6 separate regions of the Mus musculus genome follow, and all the other regions are linked to region 1. The links are chromatin contacts, called in public HiChIP or PLAC-seq, capture Hi-C and promoter capture Hi-C maps. All regions are on one chromosome and are shown on one strand. Each heading gives the region's core, a stretch centred on a gene start, on an enhancer-like site or on the middle of the called end of the contact. The rest is flanking DNA. Distances are from core to core; before and after follow the strand shown. Region 1 holds the start of Strap (serine/threonine kinase receptor associated protein). Region 2 has its middle 19 kb from the start of Gm30055. Region 3 overlaps Rerg (RAS-like, estrogen-regulated, growth-inhibitor). Region 4 overlaps Rerg (RAS-like, estrogen-regulated, growth-inhibitor). Region 5 holds the start of Rerg (RAS-like, estrogen-regulated, growth-inhibitor). Region 6 has its middle 40 kb from the start of Rerg.

Region 1 (5,124 bases), core at 1,425-3,924:
AATGTTATTCTCTTCTCCTGGTTCAATAGAAGTTTATTGCTCCAAACTTTCCTGATGCAAGAGGCGTCAGGACAAAAGGGAAAAGGCTCTAACCATTAATCCTTTACTTAATCTCCTGCTGTTTTAGGGTGAGATGCTAAGTGCCTAAGACTGCAGTCTCTGGTCTCAGAGGAACACAGAAGGCAGGTCAGCTACAGTAGCGTAGTAACTTAGAATAGTAAACTTTTTATTACTATACAGAAACCCTAAATATCTTGTAAGATAAAGTCTTACCCCTGTATTTCCTAAGACAAAGTCAGGAGCCATAATAGGACAAGCTATTAACTAGCAGGTGATCTTCCTGAGATGGTCGGCCTCGGATTAATCTGTACCTCCTAAGACAAAGTCTTACCCTCTGCTGCCTCAAGAAGAACCAACAAGAAAGAAGATCCCACCAGGGCTGGCCCCTGGCAGAATTTCAGTCTTCTCCAAGAGCATCCTCAATTATAGGCAGAATTCTAAAATAGCCCTTAAGAGTCCAGCCCCAAGCACAGATGCTCTGTACAGTCTGCCTGTACCTTTGAGTGTGGGTAGCCTGGGATGCCTATGGTGGCATAATCACTATTTGGATGAGGTAGCCTCATATGACCAGGGCCTGGGGAAGATATTCCTGTGGTTTGACATAAGCTCAATGTCACAGGTCACAAAGAGGCATTTCTGCTATCCACGAGTAGGAAGTACCGTGCCATGCTGTGAGCATGCACACACAGGCTTCATCTTTTTTTTTTAACTTTAGCAATCACAGTAAAAACGTGTGGAGGAGCTTATACTGCCATATAAGATGTGTGTGTGTGTGTGTGTGTGTGTGTGTGTGTGTGAGAGAGAGAGAGAGAGAGAGAGAGAGAGAGAGAGAGAGCTTACATTTCCCTGCTCTATTTCAAAGACTTATTAGGCCTTTTCATTTCTCCTGCTTCCCTGTACTCTCACCTGCAGACAGAACCTTCCGTTACAACAAACCCCCCAGGAGACACTAGAGTCACAGCCTTAGAGGTAATGGCTATGCTTAGCACCTTGATTTGATCTGCAATCATCAAAATACTACTCTATTCCGTAACCGTGAACAATGACTATATATCAAGAAAAAAAAATAAAAGCAGAATAAAATAGGGCTTTAAAGAAGCCCTAACAGATGACCAAATCCCAAAGGTATGATTAACAATGAGCATAATAAGATCCCAAATTAATAATCATGGTGTGTGAATAGTTTATCTATCATGAAGTAGGCATCCACCTTCATTTATTTTCAGATAGCCTATTTGTGGAATTTCTTTCACAGTGATCTACAGAGCATTTTTGCCACCCATAGATCTCTTCATGTAGAGAGGATTTGTGTCACTTCTACAGTGTCTATTATAATGCCAACATATGCTTGATATGCACTTTAAAAGTAGTGTGTGCATGTGTGGTAGGCAGAAGTCAGTCTTAGGAGCCCCAGGAGCCATTCACTGTTAGGTTCCAGGCTGATACAAGAGGCTTTCAGAAAGGGGAAAGGGGATACCAACTCTATGCCTTTGACCAGGGTCAGACATAGCAAAGTCTGGAACCAGGCCCCCCAGAGTTAAGATTTCAGTCTGTGAGAACGTGACTTTTCCTCCTAAAGAGACTGGAGTAGTCAGTCCCAGGCCAGTGTGTGCTTGGTCTGTGGCACACATGAAGTATTCTGTGTTCCTTTTGTGCAACACTGCTTGGTTAGCTTTCTGATGACTTCGTCCCACTGTATGATAGGTTTTTCTGTTCCATTTTCCCCATACAAACAGTATATAAGATGCTGTACATCTTAATAAATTAGCTTAGCATAAGACATAGTTTTAGGGAAAACCTCCTGACCCCAACTTTCCTGTCTTCTTTATTTCTGATCCGTTCGGTCCCTCCTCTCAGGAGCCTCTCAGTGAAGAATGGCTCACTGGTCCAGATGCATCTACACTCTTTTGTTTTTGAGATGTTTTTCACTCATACTTGGAACTCACTGATTGCTATGCTGGCTGGCAGGGATTGGTATCTTTTCAGTGCTGCATTCCAAGCATGTATCACACCATGTATAGCTTTTTTTTTTTTTTTGTCGGTACTGGGTATCACACTTCATGCTTACATGGCAAGAACTTTAGCCCAGTAGACTGGGGTCTCTCCCTCCCCAGCCGCAGTGATAGTTGCTAGAGCCACTGAAAGAGCCCTTATCAGTTAGGTTGTCACGGATCCTTGCTGAGCACTAAGTGAATATTTCCCACTTGCAAATAAGCATTTGCTGGCCATCCACTAAACGCCAGTCACTTATCTGTCACCAGGATATAAATGTTGTTAGCATAACCACTCTATTAGGGAAGTCATTACTGTTTGTGAGTTGTGACGGTGTATGCCGGGAGGGGGGTGGGAAGGAGAGCGACAGAATGGTTGCTACTGGGTAGGCAGTTAGATGTGAGATGATTATGGAAAAGTGTGTCTGTAGCTTAGCAATGAGAAGGTTACAACTCTACAACAGCATCCTACAAGGGACGGACTCGGCGGCTCCCAACACTGGGTAGCAACGGGACGCCGCGCGCTTGACGTCGTCAGAGCAGCATGGGTTCGGTCTCCGAGCTCGCGCCTGCGCACACTGCTTCTCGCGCTGCTGCTGGGAACTACCGCCTTCCCGCCAGTCGTCACTTCCGGCTGACGCGACGCGTCGGGCGACGTCACGTCCTGCCGCTACCGGTAGGGACCGTGAGTGGCGGCAGGCCGGCTCTCCGGCGCTCCCCTCCCCTCCTCCCTCCCTCCCTGTCCCTCCCTTGGCGGCCGCGAGTCGCGGGGACTCTGGAGCCGGCCTCCTTCGGCGTGAGTGCGGGGGCCTCAAGCAGCCTGAGGCGCCGCGGCAGAGAAGGAGGACGACCGCGACCCTCGGTCCCCGCTCCGCGTCACCGCGCTCGCCGCCGCCATGGCCATGAGGCAGACGCCGCTCACTTGCTCGGGCCACACGCGGCCCGTGGTGGATTTGGCCTTCAGCGGCATCACGCCTTACGGCTACTTTCTGATCAGCGCTTGCAAAGGTGAGCTGAGCCCGCGACGGCCGCGGCTCCCGAGTGCCGACGGGTGGGTGGGTCGTGGCTGCCAGCGACAGCCATCGCGCTGCTGGGACTAGAGGGTCGCCCCTGGCCGGGCTTTATGCGTCCCTCCTCCCCACCGTTGTTAGTGCTCCCCAACACCTCGCCTTTCTACCCACACAACTACATTGTGTTTGCCAAGGATTTACGGGAAGAAGAAATTAGGCCAGGCCGAGAGGAGTGCCCTTTATGTCCTCTCACTCATTGTTTCATCCTTTGTGGTGTGAGCCTCATTTTTTTTTTTCCCCGACGAAAGTGTACGTTAGGTTTATGTGGTCCAAAGTAAAAAGCGGCTATCTAGATCGTTTTGACACCGCATGTCACTGGCATCCAGCCCACGGTTTTTCAGAAGTTTTTATTTATGTGTGCCTGTGTTGTCTCTATGCATGCTTGTACCTGTGTGAAGGGGTGCCCCAAGAGGAAGGCATCAGATTGTCCAGAGCCGGAGTTAGAGGCTGTTGTCAGCCTCCGTGTGGGCGCTGGGAATCGGAATCAGGTCTTGTGGAAGAGCGTTTCCCAGGTCTTTATAGTTGCTTTGTAATCCGAGTTTGCAAAGGTGATGAGGGAGGCCTCTCATTCGGTCCCAAAATTGCTTATGCTTCCCAGGAAGAGTGGCTACAACTCCTTAGTCCCTAGGTCACTGAGACCATATGCACAGACCAGGATGGGGACACCCTCCCCCACGCCCCCACGGCTTAATGGGAGTAGGGGGGAGCAGTCAGAACAACGGTTTTCCAGTAGTTTGCTGCTCAGGATTTGGTATTACGTTGCATGCTTCTAAATCACAGATGTCTGAAAATATTTTCTAGATGGCAAGCCCATGCTCCGCCAGGGAGATACAGGAGACTGGATTGGAACATTTTTGGGTCATAAAGGTGCTGTTTGGGGTGCAACATTGAATAAGGATGCCACCAAAGCTGCGACAGCAGCTGCAGACTTCACAGCGTAAGTGTAACAAAAATGGCTAACTTCATTCTGTTTGAATTTTGTGGTGACATGGCCAGATTCTCCAACTTCACAGTTAGACATGAGGTTCTGACTCCGAGGATGCTATAGACAGTACATGGTGTTTGATCTCACCACGATTCTGTCCTGGCTCTCTGAGCATCCTTGTGACTTGAGATGTTTCAAGGACTGATGTCTCTCTCATCGAGACCAGGAACGTGGTGAGCTATACAGCTTGGACAATGGGTGCTGCTGATGTCCTTCACAGATAGTCTTGAACACTTAGTGAGTGCTATACAGTGATGTCTCCAGGCACCTTTTCACTCAGCTTTATTACTGGCTCTAGATAATCTAAAACCGGACCTCAAATTTACTTTCTGTTTTCTATGGTTTTAAAGATGGCTGTCTGAAAGATTCTTAATTTTCATTAGATCCTCATTTTCTTAGTTGGGTTTTATTATTGTGAAGGTACAACATGACCAAGGTAAAGGTAACTCTTAGAGATTTAGCTGGGGCTGGCTTCCAGTTTCAGAGTTCAGGTCATTATCATCATAGTGGGAAGCATGGCAGCATGCAGGCAGAATTGGTGCTGGAAGAGCCAAAATGATCAGAAGGCAGCCAAGAGACTGTCTTTAGCAGGCAGGAGGGTGGTCTGGATCACACTGGCCAGGCTTGAGTTTTGGAACACACACACACACACACACACACACACACACACACACACACACATACAGAGTCTTCAGTCACTGTAGTAATGGATACATCGTCTCATCTCAGTTCACTTTGTCTTTTGATACAGTCTGAGATGGACTAAACCATTGCCATAATACACTTTCCCTGTTTTTACTTTGGGTTTTGCATCTATTATCAAACTGACATGATTCTCTTTAATCATTGAGGCATGTGTCATATTTTATATACTTTTTGATGTATAGTTACTAACCTGTGTGTGCTTTTAAATCAATGCAGGTAACTTTAATTTACTCTTGTGTGTGTGTGGGTTTGTGTGGAGGAAGTCAAGACAATTTTGGGGGTATGGGTTGAGGGCTCTGGTTCAGGTTGTCAG
Region 2 (5,124 bases), core at 1,935-4,434, 730 kb before region 1:
GTATCCAGGTGACATGTCCAGTGACTGATTTTTCAGTGTTTGGACTCTTCAAGCATTTTGGAGGTTAAGCCCCTGATAGATGGATACCTGGCACACTCCTCCAAAGCCCCTCTCCCTTTATGGAGCCGTCTCTTTACTCTGTGGGTCACTCCATTTGCTGTGCAGAAGCATTTTAAATTCAGTTTAATGCAAGCTATCAGTTCTTGCTGTTATTTTCTGAGCTGATACAGCAGCGTTCCGAGAGTAATTATCAATGCCCAGAGTGACGTATTTCCTGTATGTTCTTCTCTAGTATCTCCAAAGCTTGTGTCCTTTTCTTTTGTGTAGGTGTGTATACATGTGTGTGTGTGTGTGTGCATTCACATATATGTCTATTAATACATGCATACCCTGGGTGTGTTGATCTACCCATTTCCACTTTGTGTTTTTGGCAGGGTCTCCCACGGAACCTCAGGCTGGCTGGCTGGTGAGCTCCAGTGATCTATCTACCTGGGACCCTGTTTCCAGTGTAGGGATGTGTACCCTGCTTTTAGCTTTGTTGTTGTTTGTATGTGGGTGCTGGGAAGAGGAACTCATATCCTCATGCCTGTGTAGCAACCACTTCGCTGACTGATCAGTCTGCCTGCCCAGTCCCATCAGCGTGTCAATTCTTACTTAAGGTTTTAAGCACATTTTGAGTTCTGCTTGCCACAGAGACACCCGAGTACCCATTTTCACCATTGCAGTATTCACAATATTATGAAAATATACATATGTATATATTATGTTATATACAAATATAATATATAATATGATACATATTATCAGATTATGAAATAATCTCTGATGTCCATCGATGAAATAAAATACAGTACATAAATAAACTCAATTATTCAGCTATAAAGAACAAAATTCTATCACCTCCAAGAAAGCTAATGGAATCTGAGGTCATCACGTTCGGTGAATTAAGCCAATCTTACAAGAGCAGGTATCCCATCCTTTCTCTCACTCTGAGATCTAGGAGAAGAAGAAAAGGACAGAGGGGACCATTGTGAGTGTGGGAGGCGAGAGGGAGGTGAGATCACAAGAGTGCTGGAGGTTGGGAGTAGATGAAAGGACATTATGTGCAAGTATGGAAATGTCAACAGGAGCCCTTTGCTTCATGCAATTAATAGATGCTAAAAATAAGGGTGTGCGATGGGCTCCGGCTTCCCTGTTTCTGAAATGCCGTTGGAGAGCACAATTGTAGAGAGTTGGAAACTGAGAGCTTAATTGCAGTAGAATACAGCAGTGTGGGAGTCAGGCATCAGCCGCAGAGACACCACAGTGCGTTCTCTTTGTTTCTGGCTTTGGCTTGAATGCTAACCTTCCTCCCCCTCTTGTACTTTCTCTGTTTCCACCCTCGAAAACCAGAGAGTGGAGCTTGTGTGCAAACCATCGCTATTCTCAGATCTCATAGTAAGAAACCCCAATTCAGTGACTCAAGGAAGAAAGCAGAGAGTGCAGAAAGCCAATAGTGGCTCCAAGAATGGCAAAAGGTTTCAAGGTAGGCAAGGCCTTTAATTGCCATAATTTGCTTTATTTCAGTCAAAATGCTCCGATCTCAAGACTCAGCCCCCACAAAGGCAAGCTTCGAAGAAGGAAAGGGTTAGAATCTAGTGGTTAGATTTGTGGAGGGATGGGGTGTGGACCCTCCAAGTCAGAGGGTCCTGCTACTGAATACTTTCTTGTTTTCTTTTTCTTGTATGTATGTGTGTATGCCTTGTATACCGGTAACCACAGAAACCAGAAGGGAATATCTGATCTCTTGGAGCTGGAGTTACACTGAATGCTAGTGTCAGATATACAGAGGAAGGTTGGCTGAGATCAGGAGAGTCCTGAAAGTCTTGGTTTGGTGTGGAGTGAAATACACACTAGCCAGCATGGCCACACAGTAATTAGTATAAGTATAAAAAGAGGGGAAGAGATGGGTTAATGGGTTAAAAGGTTGGTGTATCTTCTAAGATGACCACTCTAATGGCAACATCACATTGAGAATAGTATTAAGATGTGAATGATGATGATAAATGAGCTATCCCCACTGGTTTGAAAACCCTACAGTGTACTGGGAAGGAAGAATTCTTGCCCGTGAGATAATATGAGTCACATTTTGAATCACTGTGACAAGCATCTGGTGTGTGAAACTTAGAAAGAGAAAAGGTTTGGGATAGCTCTGCTTTAAGTCTCAGATCTTGAGTGATTCGTGCCATTATTCTTGTCCTTTGTCAAGGAAGCACGCTGTGGTAGGAGCTTAGGGATGCAAAACCACTCACCTCATGTCCAGGGAGCCAGAGAATGCAGAATCCCACAACCCCCTTGGACAGCATGTCCCGGATGAGTTAGGACTTGCCTCTAGGCTCAACCTCTTAAAGATCCTATCAGCTTTGTACAGTGTCCCACTCAGTTCTGTCCACACGCATCTGGGGAGCTTTCTAAATCTGTTCCGAAGCCATAGGATATTACCTTTGCTCCGTCTGTCTTCCCAAGAGGGGACTCTGCGGAGGAGTGCACAGGTCTGATGTGAGAATGTAGAGTGACATAACTACTTCCCCCCGGAGTGTGGGAGTGTGACCGAGCACACTTCAGAAGCAACTCTGGGGAGGGTGGTCTTCTTTTGGCTCATGGTTTCAGAGCGATTTCAGTCCACCATGGCAGGATGGCCACTGCTCCCTGTGGCTCTAGAGTGCTGGAGACAAAAGGCAAAGCATTTTACCTGCGAACAGATAGTAAACAGAGAACACAGGCCAGAACCAGGCACAGACAGGTCAAAATCCCCTATTCTCACCAGCCAGGCACCACAAGGTAAAGACGCCTCAGTCCTCCCAAACAGCGCCACCTGCTGGGACTGTCAAAAACACATGCGCTGTGAGCCTTCTACATTCAAACTCTTTTTTTGTTTGTTTTTGGTTTTTTGGTGTTTGTTTGTTTGTTTGTTTTTGTTTTTTCAAGACAGGGTTTCTCTGTATAGCCCTGGCTGTCCTGGAACTCACTATGTAGACCAGGCTGGCCTCGAACTCAGAAATCCGTCTGCCTATGCCTCCCGAGTGCTGGGATTAAAGGCGTGTGCTACCAAGCCCGGCTCTACATTCAAACTCTTAACAAGTGAACACTTCTAAGGGCCCCTTGGAGAATGTAGGAATGGTGGGGAGGGGGATTTGGAACAATGGGAAAGAGCTTTGGACTTTAAATTTCTTACTTAACATGCCAAATGCTTTCCTTCATTTTAAGAGATCTGTTCTATGCCGGGCGTGGTGGCGCACGCCTTTGATCCCAGCACTCGGGAGGCAGAGGCAGGTGAATTTCTGAGTTCAAGGTCAGCCTGCTCTACAAAGTGAATTCCAGGACAGCCAGGGTTATGCAGAGAAACCCTGTCTCAGAAGAGAGAGAGAGAGAGAGAGAGAGAGAGAGAGAGAGAGAGAGAGAGAGAGAGAGAGAGAGAGAGAGAGAGAGAGAGAGAGAGAGAGAGAGAGAGAGAGAGAGAGAGAGAGAGAGAGAGAGAGAAAGCTGTTCTACTTCAACCGAGATGTACAAGGCAGATCGTTGTTAGTTATTTTAAAGCTCTATTGTGTGAGAGCCTTGGCCTCATCTTCTCTACACTGAGCCATATCAGGGGAAATGCTACAGAAAAGAAGTCCGATAAGAGTAATCTCTGCCTCGGGCAATGTTTTTCTGCCAAATCTGAAAGAGAGAGAAAAGAATACATCTCTATCAGGGACAATGAGACAGAACAAATTCACAGAGCTCGGGTCCTTTGTCAGAGACACAGAAAGCAGCAGAGTGAACAGGTGATCCATGATCGCCTTTGACACAACCGAAGCTCTGCTGTAGCCCGGGACTGAGCACGGAATTACACTGGGGTGGGGTTGTGCAAAGGCTCTAAGCTGTCTTGATGTTCCTAGCGCGACAGAATATAATCAGATTCAACAGTGCTCACAAAAGCCAGTTATTGGGAGAGCAATTCAGAGAGATCCCTGTCCGTGCAGGAAGATTAAAGCAGAACTAGGCAGTCCCTGCTCTGCAGCTAGGCTCACCTGGGTGATGGCCTTCAGAAAGACTTTTTCTCCCCCCCCCCCCCGCAAAACTTTTCCTGTTAAGGGGGGGTTCTGCCATAGTTTTCCACCCCAAGTCATTTTCCCTTTTATCCTCATAACAGATAGACATAGTGGCAAGGAGGGTACGCTTAACTGTATTTATCAAAAAAAAAAAAAAAAAAAAAGAAAGAAAGAAAGAAAGAAAGAAAGAAAAGAAAAGAAAAGAAAGAAAAAAAGAAAGCAAAACCTATATAGGCTGTCTCCTCTTGAGTTCAAGGAGTTTGCAATACGATGTAATGGGGGCTGCACTGGAAGTTGGAATGCATTTCACTGCTGCTATACCCTTTGCTTCATTAAGAGAAAGCAAACAGGAGAAAGGAATATGACTTCTCACAGCTCAATGGTGGAGGAAAGTAAATAAGTGGAATGTCTAATGCCCCTGAAATTCGCTGGAGAAAAACCAGTTTCACCACTTCAGCCAAGCTTCTAATTAAATACTAGCCAAGATGGGTTTTGGTCAGCTGAGTTTTGCAGGGGCTTATAAATGGAAAGGCCATGATGTTTTCCCATGAGGCTTTGTTACTTTCTAAGAACTACAACTCCCAGCATTCCAGGAAGTTACTTGGTTCCTGGGTGGGTGGGGCTTATAGGTTAACTTCAGGTTTTACACATGGTCTTCAACTGGTGGTGCTAGAACACCTGACTTTTAAAGTCTGTAGACAGAAGGCTCTGAAGTCACTACAGACATGGGGAGGAGGAAGTTTATTATAGATTCGTGGAGCGAGCATGGGCAGAGTCAGAGCTGCTTGAGAGAGTCTAGAGTTGACATGACTATACTGAGTTGGGGCATGCTGGGAGAGGGTAAAGATGGGAATCAGGTGTAGCAGCAGCAAGGAGCCAAAGGTACAAAGGGGCGGGTAACCAGACTGTCTAGATGATAAGGATGAGCCTGTGGGGGAAGGGCAGCCCAGACCCTAGGCTGGAGAATTCTGGGTAGAGCTCCAGCCATACCCTGTAACAGGTAGGGACTGGCGGATGCTGAGAGACCCTGGAAGCCAGAACCACCTTGCTATGT
Region 3 (5,124 bases), core at 1,717-4,216, 620 kb before region 1:
CTCCTCCTGCACCACGTCTGCCTGGGTGCTGCCATGCTCCTGCCTTGATGGTACAGAACTGGATCTCTCAACCTGTTAGCCAGTCCCAACTAAATGTTGTCCTTATAAGAGTTGCCTTGGGGCTCCCAATGGAGGAGCTAGAGAAAGTACCCAAGGAGCTAAAGGGATCTGCAACCCTATAGGTGGAACGACATTATGAACTAATCAGTACCCTGGAACTCTTGACTCTAGCTGCATATGTATCAAAAGATGGCCTAGTCGGCCATCACTGGAAAGAGAGGCCCATTGGACACACAAACTTTATATGCCCCAGTACAGGGGAATGCCAGGGCCAAAAAGGGGAAGTGGGTGGGTAGGGGAGTGAGGGTGGGTGGGTATAGGGGACTTTTGGTATAGCATTGGAAATGTAAATGAGCTAAATACCTAATAAAAAATGGAAAAAAAAAGTTGCCTTGGTCATGGTGTCTGTTCACAGCAGTAAAACCCTAACTAAGATGTCATGTTTAGATTTCACCATATAATCATGTCTCACATGAATGAAGAAGGGAGAGTTATAGGGGAGGAAGGGGACAAGGTGGAAGGCAGCATAGTTGGGGTCAAACGTGAGTAAATCACACTGGCACATAGGAATGAAAATGACTTAAGGCAGCTGGAGAGATGGCTTAGTGGTTAAGAGCACTGACTGCTCTTCCAGAGGTCTGGAGCTCAATTCCCAGCAACCACATGATGGATCACAACCATCTGGGATCCTATGTCCTCTTTTGGTGTGTCTGACAGCTACAGTGTACTCATATAAATAAAATAAATAAATCTTTTTTAAAAATGACATAAAGAAATCCATTATTTTGTATGCCAAATAAATTTGTTTTGCTTTGTTTTTTTTTTTTAATTGCAAGACTAATTGTTTTGTAGACACATAGTGAAGAAGGACTTATGTCTCTGGGAAACAATAACTTCTCATCTGTGAAGGGATTTCAAAGGGACTTGCGATGTTATCAGCATGGTATGGCCTTCCTGGCTGTGTGCACAATGAGGTATGGTAGAATAGATACAGGAGGGTGACTGGAAAGACAGAGATGCAGTCGTGAGTCCTGGGTTTGAAAGATGGTGAAAGCTTGAAAGGTGGTGAAAGCTTGAAAGGTGGTGAAAGTGACAAGTACTCTTACAGGCTTGCAGGGAGATGTAGGACTAAAACCTCTCACAATCTGATTCATCCCATAATGCTATGAAGGTGTGATACAAAAGGGATGAGGAAACACAACTCAGCATCATCTTCTATTTCAAGCAGGCTCTGGACCTACCTCCTGATGGTGACAATCATGATAATAGTGAAGATGATGGTGAAACCTCTGCAGTAAACTTTCCCTAAAAGGTGTGCTTTCTCAGAGACACATTAACACGTGTAAATGGTTAATCAAAGAAAGTGTTAAGATGCCATGTTTAGAGAGAATTTATTACTGTCATTATTATTCTGAATGCTATATTTAAGCACTGTACTCCTGACAAAGATCTGGTTATTCCATGTGTTCATGAGCCTTTTTATCATATAACTTCAAAACATCAATGACAAAATAATGCCATGCAAACAAGGAATGGCCTCTTAAGGAGACAGTGCGAAGCAAGCCTTGGTGCAGAAGACAGATCGCCTTGCAAAGTACAGGACACACATAAAGATGTCTGGGGGTACTTCTCCCTTCCACATGAGTCCAACTGGACAAACCAGAACCTTCCAGAGACGAAACTCACTTTAGGATGTGTGTGTCTCTTTGGGAAGGAGCCAACCTCAAAACTGGCCCTCTCTGTTTGCACTTCAGAGAAACCAGCGGGAACAGAGATTTCTACAATTGAAAAACTCAATCCAAACTGTAAGTATAGGCCTGCCTCTCCTGGAGCAGAGTTCTTAAAGTACAGGAGCACCAGTCTTCTGGCAATCTCTGACACCTACGTGGCACAAGCCCCACTCTCCGAGTTTAAGATTTAGCAGGACTTTGTGGGGCCTAGGAACTGATCATGCTACCGGTAGGTGATCTGGGTACACACTAAGCATCACTCTACACAAAGCAATCTCTGTAGGAGCATCCCTAAAATAACCACATAAATCCATCACAGAAGTAGGCGATCCTATGAGTTGGGTCTCATGGAACTTAGATGAGATGAGGTTTAAAGGGTGGTAGAAATGGATTCAAACTTAGAAAATAAGCTAGTTATGATAACCACACCCAAACAAAGCATTTTCTGTACGTAGACATCTGGTTGAGGAAGACATAAGGTCATGCTGCTCTGCTCCCTCCCATATCTTTACTCTCCCTTGGGCTCATAAAGTCTTAAGTGGTTCTTTGTCCAAATCAAGGCAAAGACCTTCAGACTGGTAATACAGATTTACAGATTGACCTTTGAACGTTGAATGATAACTGGGAAATATGCCCCTGAGAGAAGATGAGATCCACCTTATCTTCAGTTTACCCTTCATTATGCCTGCCAGTCAGTCTTGTGAGTGTTTTTCCTGCTACACAAGGAACTTTGAGGTCCTCCACTGTCATACATGAGTCTTTAAGGCTACACTATAGAGGTGCAATTCCTAACTTTTCTAAGATCCACTTTCCCAAGAATCATGTGCTGTTTCCAGGTGCTTGTTTGTTTGTTTGTTTGTTTGTGTTTTGTTTGCTTCTTTGTTTTTTAATGTGTTTTACATATGAATGTTTTGTCTGCATGTATATTTGCATGCCAGAAAAGGGCATCAGTCCCCATTACAGATGGTTGTGAGCCACCATGGGGTGTTGGGAATTGAACTCTTGACTTCCGAAAGAGCAGCCAGTGCTCTCAACCTCTGAGTCATCTCCCCAGCCCCGGTTCCAGGTTTTTAAACAATGACTTGGATGCAGTTCCTGCAGCTTCAGGCACACAACACAGTTACTGTAAGCCACGTTTAGCCTCTGGCACAGCTCGGTTGGCCATGTGAGTCCCAAGGTGACATACTGCAATTATCTGTCACTGAAGAAGGAAGCAGACTCAGCTTCCATCTTAGCGCCAGTCCGTTCTGGTTTGAGAACCTTGGGGAATCAATCACCTTGACTCCCCAGAGTATTTTTATTATATGATGGAACCGATAGTAAGTGAATTACTTCCGGGGGATTTTTTACTGACCAGAAGAAGATGAGATAGCATGAGTGGTACACTTCAGACTGTTGACCTTTCAGCATCAAGGTCACCTTCTTGCTGTCCTGTTATGAGTACAGTGTATTCCCTACGATGCATGGTTAGTTTGGTTACTTCACACAGGCTGCTCAGCTCTCAGAGCATTTTCTCAAGCACTCATTTCCCCGTTCAGAGCTTGATGGAGATTGATGGCAGCCGCACACTCACTTAGCAGCACGACAATGCTCTGCTTCTACACAGCCATTTCCAGATGCACGTCTGTCAGCTTGCAACAACCGTTTACAGCTAGTGTTTTCCCCTCAGTTTCCAGAGAGAGAAATACAGATGTACAGTGCCTTCTTTCCCTTGTTTATACACAACAGTGTTACCTTCACTCTCAGTTGGAAACCATGTTTATATGAGCAACTGGTTAGGTAAGAGAGGAGATAACTGTGATGGATTGATCAAGATTGGCCCCTCATAGGATCATATTTGGATGTTGCTCGTTGGTAAAATTTTTCTCGGGTGGGGAAGAGTCAGGAGGAATTACACCTTGTTGAGAGGAGGTGTAACGAGGGGTGGGCTTTGAGGTTACAAAAGCTCTCACCAAACCCAGTCTACTTCTCTCTCTGCCTCATGCCTGTGGATCAGACATGAGCTCTCAGCCACTGCTCCAGGGCAAGGCCTACCTTTCTGCTCCCCATCGTGGTGGTCACAAATTAACCCTCTGAAACTGCAAGCAAGCCCCAATCAAATGCCTTCATTTATAAGTTGTCTTGGTCGTAGTGTCCCTTCATAGCCATAGAAAAGTAACTAAGACACAAACTAACTAAAGGGTTTATTTCCATGCCTCCACCAATATTGAAACCCAGAGCTTTGTGTATGCCAGGGAAGTACTCGTCAAACTGAGTTATATCCCCAACCTCAGGGTATATTATTTTAATATACAAACCATTCTGTGTTGAAAATAATGTTATTTTAACAACTTCTGAGGAAAGGTTGCAAGTCAAGGAGATACCAAGGCAAAAAATAAAATAAAATCAAATGACGGTAGCACTGCCCTTTTGGACGTGGTCTCATCTATTGAGTTCTGAGAAGCTACCTTGTCAGGTCTGTGGCGTTCCTTCTGGCTCTACAAGCATGTGATGCTGAATTCCACTCATTGCCTCGGCTTGATGAAAGCACGCCCTGATATCTGACTAAATGTCGTCTTTTTTAGGTGTGCCTGTGAAGTTGTTTTCAGAAAGACTCTGGTTTGAACTAAGAGGCTGAGCAAGGAGACAGTGGCTGGGCTGGAGAGATGGGCCAAGTGGTAAAGCGCCTCCTGGGCAAGCATGAGTGGCTGACTTCTATCTCCTGAACCTCCTTAAGAAAGCTGGGGGCTATCCCCAGCAATGTCCCTAGACAGAGGTGGATTGCTGGCCTCGTGACACAGGTACAGACACAGATAGATACACATGCAAACATGTGATCCCTCTCTCTCTCTCTCTCTCTCTCTCTCTCTCTCACACACACACACACACACACACACACAAATATACATATACACAAAAGATCACCCTCACCTCCCAGGTGGGCAGCATCTATTCCTTTTGACTAGGTCAGGGAAAAGAGAAGGAGGGTTTTCTCTTCTGTCTGTTTCTGAGCTTGACACTGAACTCCTGTCCATGGTGCATCTGGTCCACAGGCCTTCACACTTGTGTTAGAATCTGAACCATCTCATGAGACTCCTGGGTGGGCCCCCAACTGCAGATAGCCAACTGTGGAATCAATGATGTAAGCCATTCCTTGTAATTAATCTCACTTCGCATGTATATCTTACTGGTTCTATTCTTCTAGAGAATGCTAACACAGCAAATCCCTATGTATACAGAATTTTTATTTTTATGAGCTCCTAGCTGGGCAAGTATCTGACACCAATTCCTGGGCACTGTCAGACTTCCTTTCTAAATGATTAACTCCTGGTTTTTACAGAGACCACATGCCAAG
Region 4 (5,124 bases), core at 1,835-4,334, 600 kb before region 1:
CCATCCGAATCCCTTAGCTTCCAAGATAGGACTGAGGGGTGAAATTAATACGAATCTTGTCTTCCCCCTTTCCTCACCTCACCATCCACCATGAACCCCTTCATATCTAGGAAAGAAGGCTACCATGATCCATGTGGATTCTCACCCCCATTATGTGAGTATTGTACAGTTCTACATTGAGATCAATAACTAACTTGACAACAATGGTTGGGAGAATATCAAATAGCCACTCTCTACTTGGAAGAGTCATTGGCCATCTCTTTTCTCTGGCCATGGTAATAAGACATCTCAATGGTCACTTGGCAGGAACAGCCAATTCGTAGCTCTGTTTCCACACGATGCAGCACCATTTTCTGTCCCACAGCATTGGGACTTTCTAAAAACCATAAGAACTTACTAGTGTGTTAGTTTGACAGGGTAGACTGGTTTACAGCGCAAATAGTGATAACAAAGGCTCGTTCCCTGAAGAAGTTAGTTGTTCTTGTCTGTTCTGAAGTCTTGTAGGAATGATTAATTCAGGATTTGGGGAAATCCTGTGATTTCTTCTTATTCTCAGGAGTGACGAGGGGGCTGGGAATGAATGTAAGGTTCAGCCATAGACTTACAAGCAGACGTTTAGCTCCTGTGGGCAAGAACCTAAGACAGGCACTAATCTCAGCAATGGGTCCACACCCTGGCTCACGACTGAATCCCTAGGGCACTATCAATAAGTGCGGAGCCCAGATCTAGGGGATGCTATAAGATTTTCAGTTTCTTCCATGAGTGAGTGGGCGGTCAGAGTGAGGAAGCTCCTTGGTGAGGTGACCTAAATTTTGTGCCCTTGGGACATAAACAACGACCTTTCCATCAGAGATTACGGGCACTGGAGAGACCGTTCTCTTTCTTCACTGTTTTTCCCTTCTTCCCTCCCTCCCTCCCTCCCTCCCTCCCTCCCTCCCTCCCTCCCTCCCTCCCTCCCTCCCTCCCTCCCTCTCTTCCTCCTTTTCTTTCTTCCTTCACTCCCTCCTTCCCATCTTCCCAATCTCTGCCTTTTCAAAACTGGTTTCTAGCATCTTCCCTTTCTGACACCTGCTAGTCTCTCACGTAGACACACCGTTTGTCAGAGCAAGATAACTCTCATTAGTTCACTCACTAGAAGGGTTATTTGACTGTCTACTTGGTTCCTTTTATTGTGCTTCGATTGTTCTAGAATGCAAGATGAAAGCCACTGGATAGATATCACTCTTACCAACCAATCTGTCAAAGGAAGAGAGGCCATAGCTAGGAGAACCATGAAAAACCATGAAAGTACAGAGGAGAACATGAACACAGGCCCACCTGTGCGACCTGTGGGCCCTGAGAGGGGAGAGCTTTGGGAGTTCTAGACAACACCCTAAGCATAATGCCTACATGTTGAGTCATTAGGAAGAGCTTCACTCTGACCCCATTAAGCTCGATGACAAACATATGGAATGAGTGGCATTACTTTGAATTTTTTTTTTTTAATGAAAGAACTGAGATCCTGGAGGCATCAGGGTCACATTTTGCTGAGATCTGACCCCAGAGAATAAGCATTTCTGCTCCTTGATGCCATCTCCCTTTAAGAAAATAAGATTTCTAGACAGATAACAAATCCAACTGCTGGCTATGTAATGGCTTGTATCAGCAGCAGGGGTTTCTCGCCCATCCTCCTCATGAATACCTCCCTTGTTGTGACTGTGTTGTCCCCACTCCTGTTCCCAGTCCCGCCCCTCACAGCAGCCTGGGGTGTGGTTCTAACATAATCGCAAAGTCCCCTCCAAGCTTGAGGATCAATGGACAATATAGGTGGGAAAGCTTCTCTGTGGGGAGTAGAGCAGAGCCTGTCCTTAATTCAGAGTAGGCCATTTGCTTCTAGGCACCCACACCTCCCACCAAAGTAAGAAAGGCATTGTGTGACAAAAGTCTGCCAAGGAGCTGCCTGGAAGCAGCTGCACTGTCTTTAAGCAGTGACTGAAGGCCACAGGAAAATTTTTTCTTCCAGGTAAAAATACTGGCTTTAAACTCTTTCCTCACTATAGGGATACATGGCCTTTGTTATGACGGTTAAGAAATTACTAAGACAATAACAACATCAGGAAGTTAAATAGTTCTTGTTTTCCTTATTCAGAATTTTCTACAGTTTGGTATCTGGATATTTGGGGGTCATGTGCTCAATTTAAAGATTAACCTTATAGGTAATGGTCACATGACAGCATATTTAACGCTAATGTTTCGAATTTCATTTCCTTCTCGGAGGAGATTAGAAGGAAAAACAAGAAGAAACCAGTTGATGCTGACCTAATGCCTTAGGGGATCTGGCTCTGAGTAAGAAAGATGAGCAAGAAAATATAAAAAGAAAAGGCACGTTCCAAGTACATCATAGACTGTATTGTGCACATCCTTACGACACTCAGTATCGTGCACAGTAAAGGTGTGTATACACCTTGAAGCCAGCACTCAGAAGGCAAAGGCAGATCTCTGTGAGTTCAAAGCCAGCCTGGTTTACAGAATGAGTTCTAGGTCAGCAGGGGCTGCACAGAATGGCATCCCACCAAACCAAACCAAACCAAACCAAACAAACCAAACCAAACCAAACCAAACACCAAACCAAACCAAACCAAACCAAACAAAACAAAACAAAACATGTGTGTGTGTCTCTGTGTGTGTCTGTATGCGTGTGTATGTGTGCTTGTACAAACTGTATTTCTGTGTATATGTCTGGGTATGTCTGTATGTGTGCCTGTTTGTGTGTATCAGTGTGTCTGTGTGTGTGTGTCTGTATGTGTATGTGTGTGTCTATCTCTCTGTGTGTTTATGTGTGTATGTATGTATGTATGTGTGTGCATGTATAAATGAATAGAAGGAAGAACAAAAGCAGAAGGAAAGAGAGAAGAGAAAACTGCTTAGTTCAGAAGAAATGAGCACAGCAGAGATATCACGAAGCAGTTACTGCACAGCCATATGGGGCAAATGACAAATAACAGGCCCCGCTCTTAATAAAAATATGCTGCCAAAGTACAGGGCCATGCAGAAAATAACAAAGCATTTAATTACACAGTGACAGTTGCAGCGCTGGGGATTTCCCAGAGATTAATGGAGCAGCTGAGACAAGTGGATGGCCCTGGGGACAGTCTAAAGATTCCCAGCCAGTACATAGTACTCAGGAAAGGCTCCTGTTAACTTCACCGCTGAGCAGAAAATGGACGCGGGGCTGGACACTGGCTCTGGCGTCCTCCTTTTCTTCCTATTAGGAAAACATTAGCACGAAGAGAGAGATTGGTTTCAATTAAGATCCCCACGGAGATAGTTAGACTGTCTGGGTCAGCTCTCACTAATCCAGTCTCAGCCCTGGGGAGCTTTTCCACCATCCGAGGCCAACTTGGGAGCTGGGACGGACATCACTTGTTGAAGAGAGGAGAGGTAAAAATAGACTGCTAAAAACTGACCTTTGAGAGGTGGTGGAGCCAGCTCTCGAGACAACAAATAAGATCAGGCGCAATACTGAACAGTACGTAAGACACTCTTCTTGGGGGAGAGTAAAGCTTACGATGTGCCCTCAAGTAAATGTAGCCCCAAACTAAAGCAGATGCTGGCTACACCCACACAACTACAGCCAGCGCAGACCAAGTGGCACTGCACTGGAAGCCAGCAGGTTCGCCAGGTCCAAGGTCACAAATGCTATTGCTAAGCTGCCCCCACTTTAAACTGGAATTCCCGATTCCAGCACGTATGCAAATGAGGCTAATGAATATTCACTGCTCTTTCGTGACCATTTGACTGTCTTCTACTGGGAAACTGAATACACTGATGCGTTTTATTGAGTAGTATGAAGTGAATTCCACAGAAGTGAATCTTATGTATAGTTTTATAAGACTGCATAGTGATCTCTGCACTGTCACAAAATATATAAATAGCAGCTTAATGAGGGCCTGGAGAATAAGAACGGAGATCACCATGCTCTGGTTATCCAGTACCGGAGCAGAACTGGACTGGGTCCCTAAACAGGAAGTGTTAGCATTCTGTCTAAGCTCCACCCCACAGTTACTTGACAACAGCCAGGTAGGCCTGGTCTACTATAAAACGGGCTGCTTGCCCCCTCCTCTTACTCTCTTACTCTTGCTTTCTTGCCTCTTGGCTCCTTGCTCCCCCTCTCTCCCCATTCCCTTCCCCCATCTCTCCACGTGGTCATGGCCAGCCTCTACTTCTCTACTCTCTCCTTCTATCTGATTTTGCTGCCTCTACTACCCTCTTATCTCCTCTCCCCATGCCCTGAATAACCTCTATTCTATACTATACCATCGTGTGGCTGGTCCCTCAGGGGGACAAGATGCCTTGGCATGGGCCCACTGAGTTAACCCCTTCTACCATACCTCACCACACCCCCATAGAACATATCTTATATCTCCTTATCTTTTTATAAACACATCAGGAAGCATCTGAAAGATGGGCAGTAAATATCCATGTAGATGGATCTCATCGTTCACTAAGGTCACAAGTTTAGTTAGTGGTCAAATTCAGAACTTAACTTCCCCCTGCATCTACCATATTTCCACCAATATTTTATGGCTTTAGAGATACGTATGTTCTATTAGATGAGGTTTTTAGGAAAATGAGAAAAAGCACTTGGCCAGAGATCCAAGCTTTGGTAACCACTGCTACTTGGAGATGGTCATGGGGTCTCTACAGCTGTATCCATGGAATTACACAAAAACATACTGCTTTCTAATGTCGACTTTCCTTCAATCGACCAGGCATGCAGATATGCCAAGAGACAGGCGGTATAAAGTATATCCCTGAAAGTATATCCTTTTGGGAACTGGTCCCTGAGCACTTCCTTCATCTTTGAGCAAGAGCTGGGCGCACAGGTGGAGATACAGCTTACACTATCCATGTGAATATAGACACAAAAGCAATGTTGACCTTGAATGGGTTAACACATCGCATGCTTGTATTACAGGCAAATGAAAGCTGTATTTCCTCATATTTCTGCTTCCTTTAATGTGCATTTCCAGCTAAAGTTATAGGAGCATCCTTCTTGAGCAAAAGGAGAGATCTGCTGACCCTCTCGTCACTTTCTTTACTCCACTGATAGTAGCAAAGAGAACATTCCAGGCCACCATGTCC
Region 5 (5,124 bases), core at 954-3,453, 570 kb before region 1:
CTCCCTCTGGATACATAGCCCACAAGGAAGAGTGGGCTTCTGTTTTCTCTCTGCTGTATCTGAGCCATTAACATGGGCCTCACACATTTCGGTGTGCAGGTTGCTAAGGTGTGGGTGCTCCTAAGCGAAGAAGAGGCAGGGGTTTAACATCTCCAGACAGACAACGGCAACTTTGTAGTCAGTCTCAAACTAAGATCTTAAATGTCCTACCCCATTCTTTGGCTATAGATGAAGTAAGTCCTTCTTTAGGTGCTGCCCTGTAACCCTAGCATTCGGGAGGCAGGAGTGTGTGTGTGTGTGGGGGGGGAGATACTGAATTCAAGACCAGCTTAGACTACATCATGAGTTCCAGGCTGGTCCACCTATAAGCAGACAGTGGGTCAAAACAAAATTCCTCATTTGTCATTTTATATATCTCCCTTCTATTTAAGGTTTGCATGTTGAATTTGTTTACTAGATTTTTTTTTAACTTACAAACAGCTGCTGGCTCTTTGAAACACAGAGCGTGCTTGTGTACGGAGCATCTGTAGACAATAACTTGCCATTTCATGCAAAAGTATCATCCCCATGCATCTAGAATCTGGCTATAGTCTTCATTTAAAGTAAGCATCAAAGTATATGTTTTTAAAGCCAAGTCAAATATTTCAGCAACTCCCCTTGGCCTCCGAAGCTCACGGGTCTCACATAGGAGAAATTAATTATGTTAGTTAAAGTGTCCCATTTGTGATGTCATAAAGTGTCCCCATTTATGACGTCATAAAGATCCAGCTGCTTAATGTCAGCCGCCTAATATGTTTAGGGAAAAGGGGGGGGCGATGCAACGCTGCCCTCTAAAGATGCCTTCACATTTTATTTCCCCATGAAAATTTGACGGAAACCATCAACGTGTCAATTGTTGTCATAGTAACCTACAGGCAAGTATCTGTTGAATTAACCAGAGACCTTCTATCCCTCAGATCTGAGGAAACTCAATGGTTCAAACACAGGAACTATTCCTGCCGTGGCCTGAAGTTCACTCTCGGAGCAGATTTGCTTTCCCGGAGGCAAAACCAAACAAGTTTCAAGTTTCCATCCTAAAATCACACCTAAATATTTAGGGGATGAAAGGCGTTGCTTTTCCGTATGCATGAAGTCATCAGAGGAAACATTAGAGTGAAGGAAAGACGTGTGTTGTTTCATTTGGTACTACTGACCAATCGTCGAATTCATTGACTCCCTCCACACTTAGGTGTATACTAACCAAAGAGGCTACCTGTGGGGACTCTGTTAGACCTACGACAATTGCGTTTCTAAAGCTTCATCCATCTGTTTATTTACTTAGCAAAAGGTTTTGCTCCTAATAAATCATTTCGCAGACTGTGTTTATCAAGGTCAGAGTTTTCCACTTCCTCTTGAGGCGAGTGGGGGCATCTTTATAATTACATTTTAATGCTTTTATGGCCTTCTAAAAAGAAAAAGAAAAAAAAAAAAAAGAAAGAAAGAAAGCAAAGCACAGCTGTCCAAGACAGCAGTGAATCCAGTCTGATGGTGGTGGAGTGAGATCGCTTCTCTCTGGGTCAGACCTCTCCTGAAATCAAGATTTCTCAGTTTCTCTGCTAGGAATTTTCCTTCATCTTATCACAAGGCAACAGCCACACCAAAGAGGTTGTGACTGCGCAAGCCCCCCGGCTGGCTCGCTACCCTGAGATCAACAGGTCCTGCAGCCAGGAGCAAGCCCACAGTGGGCTGCATGTTCTGCAGCTCACAGGCTCCACATAAAGAGCAGATGTCCCCTAATTCGGAAGGACGCCTTAGGCGCAGGACGCGCTGTCAAGCCTGGTGGCTGGCGTTCACATCTCTCAGGAGAACCCCAAAGTCGCCCTTAGGGAGGGACCCGGAGACCACCGGGACTCACCCAGGGGCTGAGCCCTCAGGGGCTCGTACCCTGTCCTCAGGGAGCCACCTGGACACGTGCGTGTCACTCACCTGTTCACTGTCCAGGCCGGGGAGACAGCCGCGGTCCTCTCCAAGTTCGCAATCCGCCCGCGGAGACTAGGAAGCTCTCCCACCCTGACCCACGCGGGCTACAGGAGGCGTTTGAGAGTTGGGGGGCCGCGATTGCGGTTGGGAGTCGCTGGGGCTGCAAGTGCGGTGCCCGGACGGGGTCTCTTCCCTCGCGCTCGCTCAGACTAGCAGCGCAGAGACTGCGGCAGGACGCGAGCTCCGGCCAGCCGCCGCTGCGCTCCGCCACCAAGATGCTGCAGTGAGGTGCCCGGGCGCCCCCTGCTGGACCAGTCTGCGAGCCGAGCGCCTCACAACCCAGCCTAGCTCAGCGCCAGGCCTGCAGGCTTCAGCTAAGTCCTTTCTTGATTAAAAAGCATCACTTACGCAGTGTTCTCTACGCCTTTTTTCAAAGGATCTTGCTAATACGCCCTGGGAATGTGTTCAGTTATCTTCATGATATTCGAGAGGAAGCAGAGGATTTTTAAAAAAGATAGAAATAAACGGGTCCAAGACTAGTAAATGGCTGGGAGAAAATCCGGAAAGGATCGGAAACAAATATACTTCCAAAGATATAAACACCAAATTTAACCGAAATTCATATTTGTATATATGAGAAAGTCCCCGGTGTGCTCTGTTCCCTCTGGAAGACCAGCATTTATAAGATTTGCTTTGGCGTCAAACCCCATCCCGTTCAAACCTCAACAAAGATAATTAACATGCATGCTATGCTAAGCTAAGCAAGACCTGCTTACATCCCCCATCTCCTTTGATATTCACCTCCCTGGAGGTAAGCATGGCTATTGTAATTGCTGGTCTTTCGGAGGGAAAGGAGAGCTTCTGAGAGGTTAAAGGATTCCCAAAGACGATGGTGGGCATGAACAAAGCAACAGGAAATGTCTATGCCTTTCTCCTTTTTCATTCCAAAGCTGGGTTTTCTTACCAGGGTATCTGGTGACTCACTGAAAGCGAGGCTAGGCAACAGGAGCAGGCAGGGGCCCAGGGCGATAGGAATAATCAGTGGAGCCACTCTGGTGGAAGAAAGTCTCTGCCCCGTGGAGGCAGAGACTTGGCAGGCAGGGTGGATGAAGAGGTTGGACTTGTGATAGCCTCAGCATGTGTCCTGATAACTCACTGAGAAACCTTTAACACACCACATCCAGCGTGAATTTCCAGATCCCCCCTCCCCGACTTCCTGGGGACCCCAGATCTGACCTACAGTGACACTCCCTCCCACATGCCCCAGCACCCTGCCAGTATTGGGCTTGCTTTGCATTCTCTCAAGTTTCTCCTTGTTCTGCTAACCCTTGACATTCCAGGGGCTGGAAGAGTGGGGGAAGAGTACTGTGTGTGCACCCATGCTCTCCCCCTGTTGCAGGGCCTGCTGCACAATGATCAAACGGATGCAACAAGACCATTTGAGACATGATACATCTAAATTGTTTATCCACTGAACTTGGAAGAGCTATTTAGTGTGGACTTGAAGACATGGGTCCCGTCCTTGAGAAACAGCGATTTCAGCATCTCGGAATACAAACGGTCTTAGAGCCTACAGTAAGAAGACAAATTATATTTGTAGACAATGCAAAATTCTATAAAATTCAAATTGTGTGGAATTTTATAGCATTAATATCGTCAAGTTTCAACCTACCTTCTTTTCCTGTCATGCTTTGTAGAGCAGTACTTGATAAAAATGTCTATAAAGATGATACATTTTAAATATATGATATTTGCAGTATCTATGATTTATGTCTAGGATAAAAATTAGAATATATATATAATGTATATACAATATATATGTATATACTTTTACAATGACTTAAGTCTGAGTTTCTATTATGCCTTTCCTATCCAATAGATCTCGCTGAAGAGGTCACAAGCTCACAAGCCAGGTTTCATGGGAGCAGCCTTTCTCATCTTGTCCCATTAGCTGTCTCTCCATATCCTCTTGTATAGCCCTTATAAGCCAGCACTCCTCTCTCAATAAGGAAGGCATTAGTGTGCGCTCCTGCAGTTTCTTCTGAAGTTTTTATTAGCCTACAAAAAGTAAGTTTCACTGTAGCATTTTTCAAACAATGTTTGTTGTTTCTTGCCCCCTTCCTTATCCTCCCTCTGTTGAGCCCCCAACTGCTTTCTGCTTTCAAGTCACAAACGACCTTTTGTGCCCAAACACCTCTCTGCCCCCCTTTCATGGTCATCTATGGAGTTTCATAGTCTACAGCTACTCCCACTGTAAGACTCCAGGGACCCTTATCTTACCGGGACCCCCCACCCCCACCCCAGTGAACCACGTGGAGCTGGGATCAATGCAAAAAGCAAGAAGAATTGATTGTTCTAGTGCACTGGGGTCGTCCCAGACTGGAAGGAGAGGCGGCGACCTCCGGCACCGTTGGGGAGTTTTTATATGGTTTCCAGAGGCAGAATAGAGCATCAGCAACTAGGTACAATATGATTGGCAGAAACAGTATACCCTTTAAACTGATTGATCTTTAGGGAATGAGGGGACAAGGACTTCCCTTGTCTGAAGGTGGGCAACAGTCAGTCCTGAGGAATGGGTTCCTACCCGCAGGTTGGTTCTACCCGGTGGTCTGAGAAATGGTAATTAGCTTCTCCCTTGGGGGAGGGGGCAAGTATTTCATGGCCTTCCCAAAGTTCCTAAGCTGACCTTTCACCACAACACCCTATGAATGTTCTCACATCACGTGACTTTTAGGTGGTGGGACCCACACCTATGACTGTTAGGAGAGACAACCTGTGCTTCTTCATCTGAGACTTTCTATTACCTTAGAGGTAACCTTGACAATTACATCCACTTCCCCGCCAGTTTCTTAATTTCATCTTTCTTGACAGATGATTAAAATTCCACTGTGTATGTACACACATATTTGAGACTCGTTCTTCCGTCAATGGGTGTGTAGGTTGGTTCTAGATCCTTGTTACTGTGGATAGAAAAGCAGTGGACACATGAGGTGTTCCTGCAGGTGTCACAGAGAGAAGAGGAACCTCACAGAGAGGTAGGAATGAAAACCTCGTGCAGATTGATTTCAGCAGGCTTCAGGGGGTATCAGGTCAGACGATTCATTGTCAGCGTATTTAAAACAATACAATTTGGAAAAAAAAGTTTCCAGGCAACAACCAGTCCAA
Region 6 (5,124 bases), core at 1,595-4,094, 520 kb before region 1:
AGTGCAGGCGCAATCCTCTTGAGTTTTTTGCCAGACATGTGACTTCAGGACAGGCAACAGTGACCTGACCTCTGGCTCAGAAATGCTGAGTTAGATGGACAGAGGTTCTGAACAGCATTTCCCCCAAGGAAGCGTAGAGGTAGGATGTTTGATTTACTTACGGAAGCATGACTGTAAATTCCTAATGGCACGTAAGTAAATGTATGGGAAGAGTCAAGAGTTGTGACTGTAAACTGTTTTTACATTTATGATCTTGATCGGCAATGCCGCACAAAAGCCTGTATGCTAAAAGCCTTGGCCATTGGTATATGATGCTATTTAGAAGTAGAACTTCATGGCGCAAGGAATTTATTCCATGGCTAGTATGTCCTTAAAGACGTTATGTAAGCCAGGTAGTGGGGGCCTGCGCCTTTAATCCCAGCACTCAGGAAGCAGAGGCCAGCAGATCTCTGAGTCAGAGGTCAGCCGGGTCTACAGAACAAGTCCAGGACAGCCAGAGCTACACAGAGAAAGCCTGTCTCAAAAGGCCCCTTCTCTTCCTGGCCCTCTCTCTGCCTTTGCTTCTCAGCTCCCACGAAGTGAGTGTTTCCTCAGTGATCTATCTGTACCCTGTTGTTTCTCTTTGTCAGGGACAGAAAAGAAATAATAAATCAATGGACTGATTCTCTGAAACAGTGAGCCAAATAAAAGTCTCTTTCTTCTCTGACATTGTCCATGAAAGGTAATTTGTCCCAGTGATGAAAACACTGGAACACATGACACAGCACAATCACACACTCTTTCAATGCTAACCACACAGCAGTGTGACACAGGTTCTTCCCGTGTTTTGGCAGTGCACACTTACAAGTGTGAGTCTACAAGCATGGTCATCTCCTCCTCCCCCTCCCCCACCCCCACATACACACTTCCATATGTCTCCCAGGTGAAGACCTCATTTTGTTCTCTTTCTAGTCTGCGGTTGATCAGAGCCCTGTCTATAGTTCACACAAGGAGACCCACTCTACCAAGCATTTGGGAGTCTTTGTCACCTTTCTCCTTGCTGGGACAATTTCTAGCCAAAAGCATAAGGAAGAAAGAGTGCATCGTAGCTCACAGCTGGGGGCATGCATACTCCCTTACAGTGGGAGAGCCACGGGAGACAGACCGAGACAGACCGGCAGGCAAGTATCCAGTCAGCACTGGAAGGCTGTTGCACAAGGCTCTCTCTCTGCTTTTTTATCCAGTCTGTTGTCTAAGATCACAGAATGGTGCTGTTCACAGTAAGGTAGGTAGGCTTTGCACCCCAGGCAGGCAATCTTATCTAGCAACTGGTTTGTCTCCTAGGTGACTGTGGTCCTGTCAAGAAGACAATCAAATCAACCACCTCTGAACTGACTGAAGGGTTTTCACTGCTAACTACTTCCCAGGAGTCCCTAGGAGAAAAGAGTGCTCATTCTTCCTTGGCCCTCCCTCCCTCCCTCCCACCACACCTGCCCTGGCCTCACCCACCCCCTCTTTTTTTATAATAAGCTTCTGCTTCTTCACTAATGACCTTGACTCGGGGAGACACACTTTCTCAGAGCACAACTCTTTTCTCAATAAAGGTGGCTCCTTTCCACAAAATAACTTCTGTGCCAGCTATCATCAAAGTGAACTATTTTTTCTATACTCTAATGTCTTATACATACAGCCTCTACATGCATATAGACACGATTATACACATAAATTTTTAAGCATAAAATGTGATTCTACATTCATATTGTGACTTTCAGTTGCTTTTCAACCCTGTCTCTGATTTCCAATCGCTCCTCCATGATATGTCTTGTTTATCTTTCCAAGCCATTAGGAATAAATCAAGCTCAATCTTTTAATTGCTCCACCCAATTAATGCTTTAATACCAGACAAGGTACCATCTTCTGCTTTGTAATTTTGTTATTGCAAGACAGAACGTAATTCAGGGTTATGATAAGAATTCATCAGCTAAAATACTGGAGCCTTTCAGTTGCTTAGCACCAGAGTACTATGTAAATAATAATTAAATTAGCTATACAAATAATGTCAAGGAAATTCCCTGATACCTCATTAACTTCCTTCTTTGAAGAACATTTTTATAGTCTTCAATAACAATTTCTTTGTGTGCATGCTTGTGTGACCAGAGAGGCATGAGGGGGGCTTAGAGGACAACTTTCCAGAATGGGTTGTCTCCATTCCACCATGTGGGTCTCCATAGAACCAACCAGGAGCATTAGGCTTGGTGGCGACCACCTTTATTAGCTGAGCCATCTCACCGACTCTCATTAACATCTTTGCAAGGGGAAGCAAATTTGTCTGGTCATTGATAAGTGTGAACTCATTTAATCCTCCGGCCAAACTTACACGGTAGGTCCTTCAATTATTTCCGTTTTACAGATGACAACACAGAAGCAGGGAAAACTGAGTCCGTTGTTCAGGGTGACCCAGTCTGTAAGTGACAATGCCAAAATGGAATGTGCCCAGCTCTGGACACTATGGTACTAATCTCTCAGGCACATAGCACCATCTACAACAGGAAATAGTTTCTACCTGCTTGATTGCCAGGGACCCAAGCTGGCTGTCACTGACCACATTTAACAAACATCCTTGGTAAGGCAAGCTCCATCTGATTCGCATGTAGCCCTCTGCCCAGCTTTCAATCAACCAGCCAGGTTGAGCAGAGGAGCCGAAACATCTTTCCAAACCAAAAGACGGTGAGATCCGAAGGGCAAGGCATGGTTTGTGGGGAAACATGGAGAAGAATCGAGAAAGGAGAGTAGAATAGTGAGGAGGATGGCCACTTGGCACCCGGCCCAGCTGAGAGAGCCTCTGAGGTGAGTGTGCCAAACTCCAAATGCTCCAAGCCCAGATCCCAGAATAGCTGGAAGGAGGCACACTGCCAGTGAGTCAATTATTACACCAGGCCTGGGAGCACTTAATCAGATGCATCCGGTTTGTATTCACACAATATCAGGCCGAGATATGTGGTCTATGCCAATGAATTGGCATGCCCTAATGTGGGTCAGCCATTGCCGGAAAGCCTTGTATCTTGCAAGTTGGGGTCTACTCTTTCTTTTCTCTGAAAGTGTCTATGTTGTATGCCAGTGACATTCACCTCCTTCCAATGAAGAAAAGTTTTTTTTTTTTTTTTTGAGATGACTAAATGGAAATTGGGCAGTTTAAGTCCAGTAGAACTCCATCTTTGGACACTCAGGGCAGGTGCCCATTAGCTATGACAAGCCCAGTGGTCCATTATTCACATCCTTTGATGCTTCAGGCTCAGGAGAATCAGCCATTGCTCAATGTGACAACAGGATGGAGTGGGTTGAGATGACCCTGAGTGTTGTTGAATTTTCCTTTCTGTAGGAATTCCCATGAGTAAAGTATTGTGGCTGCAGGTTGGCATCAAGACCTTCTTGGGCCACAGATGACCACCTTAGTGTGTCTACCACTGTTCTCAGTATGATCTTCTCACTCCATCTATAGTTCCTGGAGTAGACCAATGCTTCTACACAGGCCTTTTGTCAGGTGTTTTGTGACCGCAGCTCTCTTCCTGTGGGAAAATGATGCTCTTCTTGTAACTGACAACAGGTTGAGTGGGGAAGCCAGTTAAGTCTTTCTGCCTTTTGCCAGGGAAACGTCTTTACTTCCTTGTTGCATTCATTGAACAATTTTCTCCGGAGGGGAGATAATTATGGAAGAAACTTTCCCCGAAAAATGAAAATTCTTAGGAGCTGGAGAGATGGCTCAGCAGCTCAAGGGTTGACCCTGCGGGCCAGAGTTTGGGCTGCTGGAATCCAGGTTAATGCTGAGTAAATACAGTGGACTGCTTGTCACACTACTGCTGCTGAGTGTAAGACGGAGTCCCTGGAGCGAGGTGGCTAGCTATCCTTGCCCAATGTATGAGCTACAGGCTCAACTGAGAGACCCCGCCTCAAGGTATAAGACGGAGAATAACGCCGGATGCACCTGATGTCAATGTCAGGCTCTGTACACACATGCACATGTGTGTGCTCAGGGATGCAAAAACACACACACATACATCATATACGTTTAACATCCAAAGCTAGGGTTTTCCTAAAACCATGACTTGTCTAGCTTCTGCCCCTGTCTTCCTTCTTCTCTTCCTCCTCTTATGGTTTTTCCTGAAGATACTTCATTCAATAAATCACCAAGAGCTGGGGAGATAACTTAGCTATTAAAGGCTAGGCTCATAAGCAAAATGTCAATAAATCACCTGAATAGAAGTTCCTGGCTCTGGCTCGGCCTCCTTGGAACTTGGCCTAACAGCACGGAAACTCTTGACAAAACACAACAGGCTGTTTCTCAGGCTTCTGCTATTAACCTGCTGACCACATTATCCTTCTACATTTGCATATAAAGTACAGAATTATGCCCAATGCCTGCTGTAAAGTAACTTGCAAACTAACATTTTTGAAAAGAGAAAAGCAAATGACAATGGCAAGAACAATTATGCGCTGCTGAGATGGCTCTGGGAAAGGCACCTGTGCCTGACATCCTGAGTTCAGCTTCAAGATCCACGTCGTGGAAGGTGAGGACAGAGTCCAGCAAGCTGTCTGCTGACTTCTTCAGGCACAGGGTAGCACCCAGTGAGGAAGGAAAGGCAGAAGAGGTTTCTTGCTGTCCTGCAAGTACTCTGAAATTGTGAGTTTGATGGCCTAACTCACTGTTAAACCATGATAAAACTATATGCTTATGTGTGTGTATGTATATATATATGCATACATGTATATGTGTGTGTGTGTATGCACACATTTATCTTTATATGACTTAATATTCCCATTCCACTGTCTATACTATTTTATGAACACATGGATTATACCTTTCAAAATATTGCATCATAAAAAGTATGATTTTCAAAATCTACATTTATCGTTTTACTGCTCCATTTGGAGAGCCATGCTAATGCTAGTGTAAAACCATTTCTGGTTGGCCGTTTCAAAGTCAGCAGTACTTTTAATTTTTCTCTCAGCTCCCCATTCTGCTTTAGCACTAAGGACATGTCCACAATGAGACGTAAGAAGAGGAAGGGGGAAGGTAGTGTGGATAACGAGTTAAAACTTAAATAACTGAATATCACCCCAGTGAAGCATTCTGTCTTCAGCACTTCA

What was found. Promoter capture Hi-C pulls out the DNA fragments that hold promoters and counts their contacts. HiChIP or PLAC-seq counts read pairs in DNA pulled down with a chosen protein or histone mark. Capture Hi-C pulls out chosen DNA fragments and counts their contacts.
Region 2: a contact with region 1 is called in an H3K4me3 HiChIP or PLAC-seq map of embryonic stem cells, with 14 times the contacts expected there. The contact joins the enhancer-like site here to the promoter of Strap in region 1. A contact is called at or near these places in 6 of 39 promoter capture datasets (the 3T3-L1 cell line, embryonic stem cells, hippocampal neurons and 1 more), 5 of 484 Hi-C or Micro-C datasets (the G1E-ER4 cell line, embryonic stem cells and palatal mesenchyme) and 7 of 115 datasets of contacts at active chromatin or transcription factors (embryonic limb bud, embryonic stem cells, epiblast stem cells and 1 more).
Region 3: a promoter capture Hi-C map of trophoblast stem cells shows a contact between it and region 1, with 4 times the contacts expected there. The contact joins the enhancer-like site here to the promoter of Strap in region 1. A contact is called at or near these places in 6 of 39 promoter capture datasets (the 3T3-L1 cell line, 3T3-L1-derived adipocytes, hippocampal neurons and 2 more), 5 of 484 Hi-C or Micro-C datasets (cardiomyocytes, cerebral cortex, nephron progenitors and 1 more), 3 of 115 datasets of contacts at active chromatin or transcription factors (all in embryonic stem cells) and 1 of 9 other capture datasets (embryonic stem cells).
Region 4: a contact with region 1 is called in a promoter capture Hi-C map of stem cell-derived epiblast-like cells, with 2.9 times the contacts expected there. The contact joins the enhancer-like site here to the promoter of Strap in region 1. A contact is called at or near these places in 7 of 39 promoter capture datasets (the 3T3-L1 cell line, 3T3-L1-derived adipocytes, cranial neural crest and 4 more), 1 of 115 datasets of contacts at active chromatin or transcription factors (embryonic stem cells) and 1 of 9 other capture datasets (embryonic stem cells).
Region 5: a capture Hi-C map of embryonic stem cells shows a contact between it and region 1, with 4 times the contacts expected there. The contact joins the promoter of Rerg here to the promoter of Strap in region 1. A contact is called at or near these places in 4 of 39 promoter capture datasets (cranial neural crest, embryonic stem cells, pre-B cells and 1 more), 15 of 115 datasets of contacts at active chromatin or transcription factors (cardiomyocytes, differentiating embryonic stem cells, embryonic midbrain and 7 more) and 1 of 9 other capture datasets (embryonic stem cells).
Region 6: an H3K4me3 HiChIP or PLAC-seq map of neural progenitor cells shows a contact between it and region 1, with 13 read pairs. The contact joins the enhancer-like site here to the promoter of Strap in region 1. A contact is called at or near these places in 16 of 39 promoter capture datasets (the 3T3-L1 cell line, 3T3-L1-derived adipocytes, the HPC-7 cell line and 10 more), 4 of 15 datasets of contacts at CTCF or cohesin (the NIH/3T3 cell line, large pre-B cells, pro-B cells and 1 more), 110 of 484 Hi-C or Micro-C datasets (the 3T3-L1 cell line, B cells, the Ba/F3 cell line and 59 more), 24 of 115 datasets of contacts at active chromatin or transcription factors (the NIH/3T3 cell line, acute myeloid leukemia, astrocytes and 18 more) and 3 of 9 other capture datasets (adipose tissue, embryonic stem cells and liver).

The regions. Positions count from the first base shown.
Region 1 is chr6:137,732,408-137,737,531 of GRCm38.p6, forward strand. Strap (serine/threonine kinase receptor associated protein) reads left to right here and starts at 2,675. Exons shown (of 10, transcript NM_011499.3): 1 at 2,675-3,059; 2 at 3,923-4,058. The coding sequence starts at 2,948.
Region 2 is chr6:136,997,062-137,002,185 of GRCm38.p6, forward strand. No RefSeq gene overlaps it. Among named protein-coding and RNA genes, the nearest start is that of Gm30055, 19 kb to the left of the region's middle. Within about 2 kb of position 3,185, at least 22 of the 459 cell types and tissues checked have an H3K27ac peak or open chromatin away from gene starts, as enhancers often do. A contact at or near this core is called in embryonic stem cells, where this site is marked.
Region 3 is chr6:137,112,150-137,117,273 of GRCm38.p6, forward strand. All of the region lies in intron 2 of Rerg (RAS-like, estrogen-regulated, growth-inhibitor), which reads right to left. Among named protein-coding and RNA genes, the nearest start is that of Gm52923, 2.6 kb to the left of the region's middle. Within about 2 kb of position 2,967, at least 2 of the 459 cell types and tissues checked have an H3K27ac peak or open chromatin away from gene starts, as enhancers often do. A contact at or near this core is called in trophoblast stem cells, where this site is marked.
Region 4 is chr6:137,132,582-137,137,705 of GRCm38.p6, forward strand. All of the region lies in intron 2 of Rerg (RAS-like, estrogen-regulated, growth-inhibitor), which reads right to left. Among named protein-coding and RNA genes, the nearest start is that of Gm38914, 7.6 kb to the right of the region's middle. Within about 2 kb of position 3,085, at least 63 of the 459 cell types and tissues checked have an H3K27ac peak or open chromatin away from gene starts, as enhancers often do. A contact at or near this core is called in hippocampal neurons, where this site is marked.
Region 5 is chr6:137,167,515-137,172,638 of GRCm38.p6, forward strand. It overlaps Rerg (RAS-like, estrogen-regulated, growth-inhibitor), which reads right to left and starts at 2,204. Exons shown (of 5, transcript NM_001164212.1): 1 at 1,966-2,204.
Region 6 is chr6:137,207,372-137,212,495 of GRCm38.p6, forward strand. No RefSeq gene overlaps it. Among named protein-coding and RNA genes, the nearest start is that of Rerg, 40 kb to the left of the region's middle. Within about 2 kb of position 2,845, at least 19 of the 459 cell types and tissues checked have an H3K27ac peak or open chromatin away from gene starts, as enhancers often do. A contact at or near this core is called in colorectal tumor organoids, neural progenitor cells, oligodendrocyte precursor cells and 2 more, where this site is marked.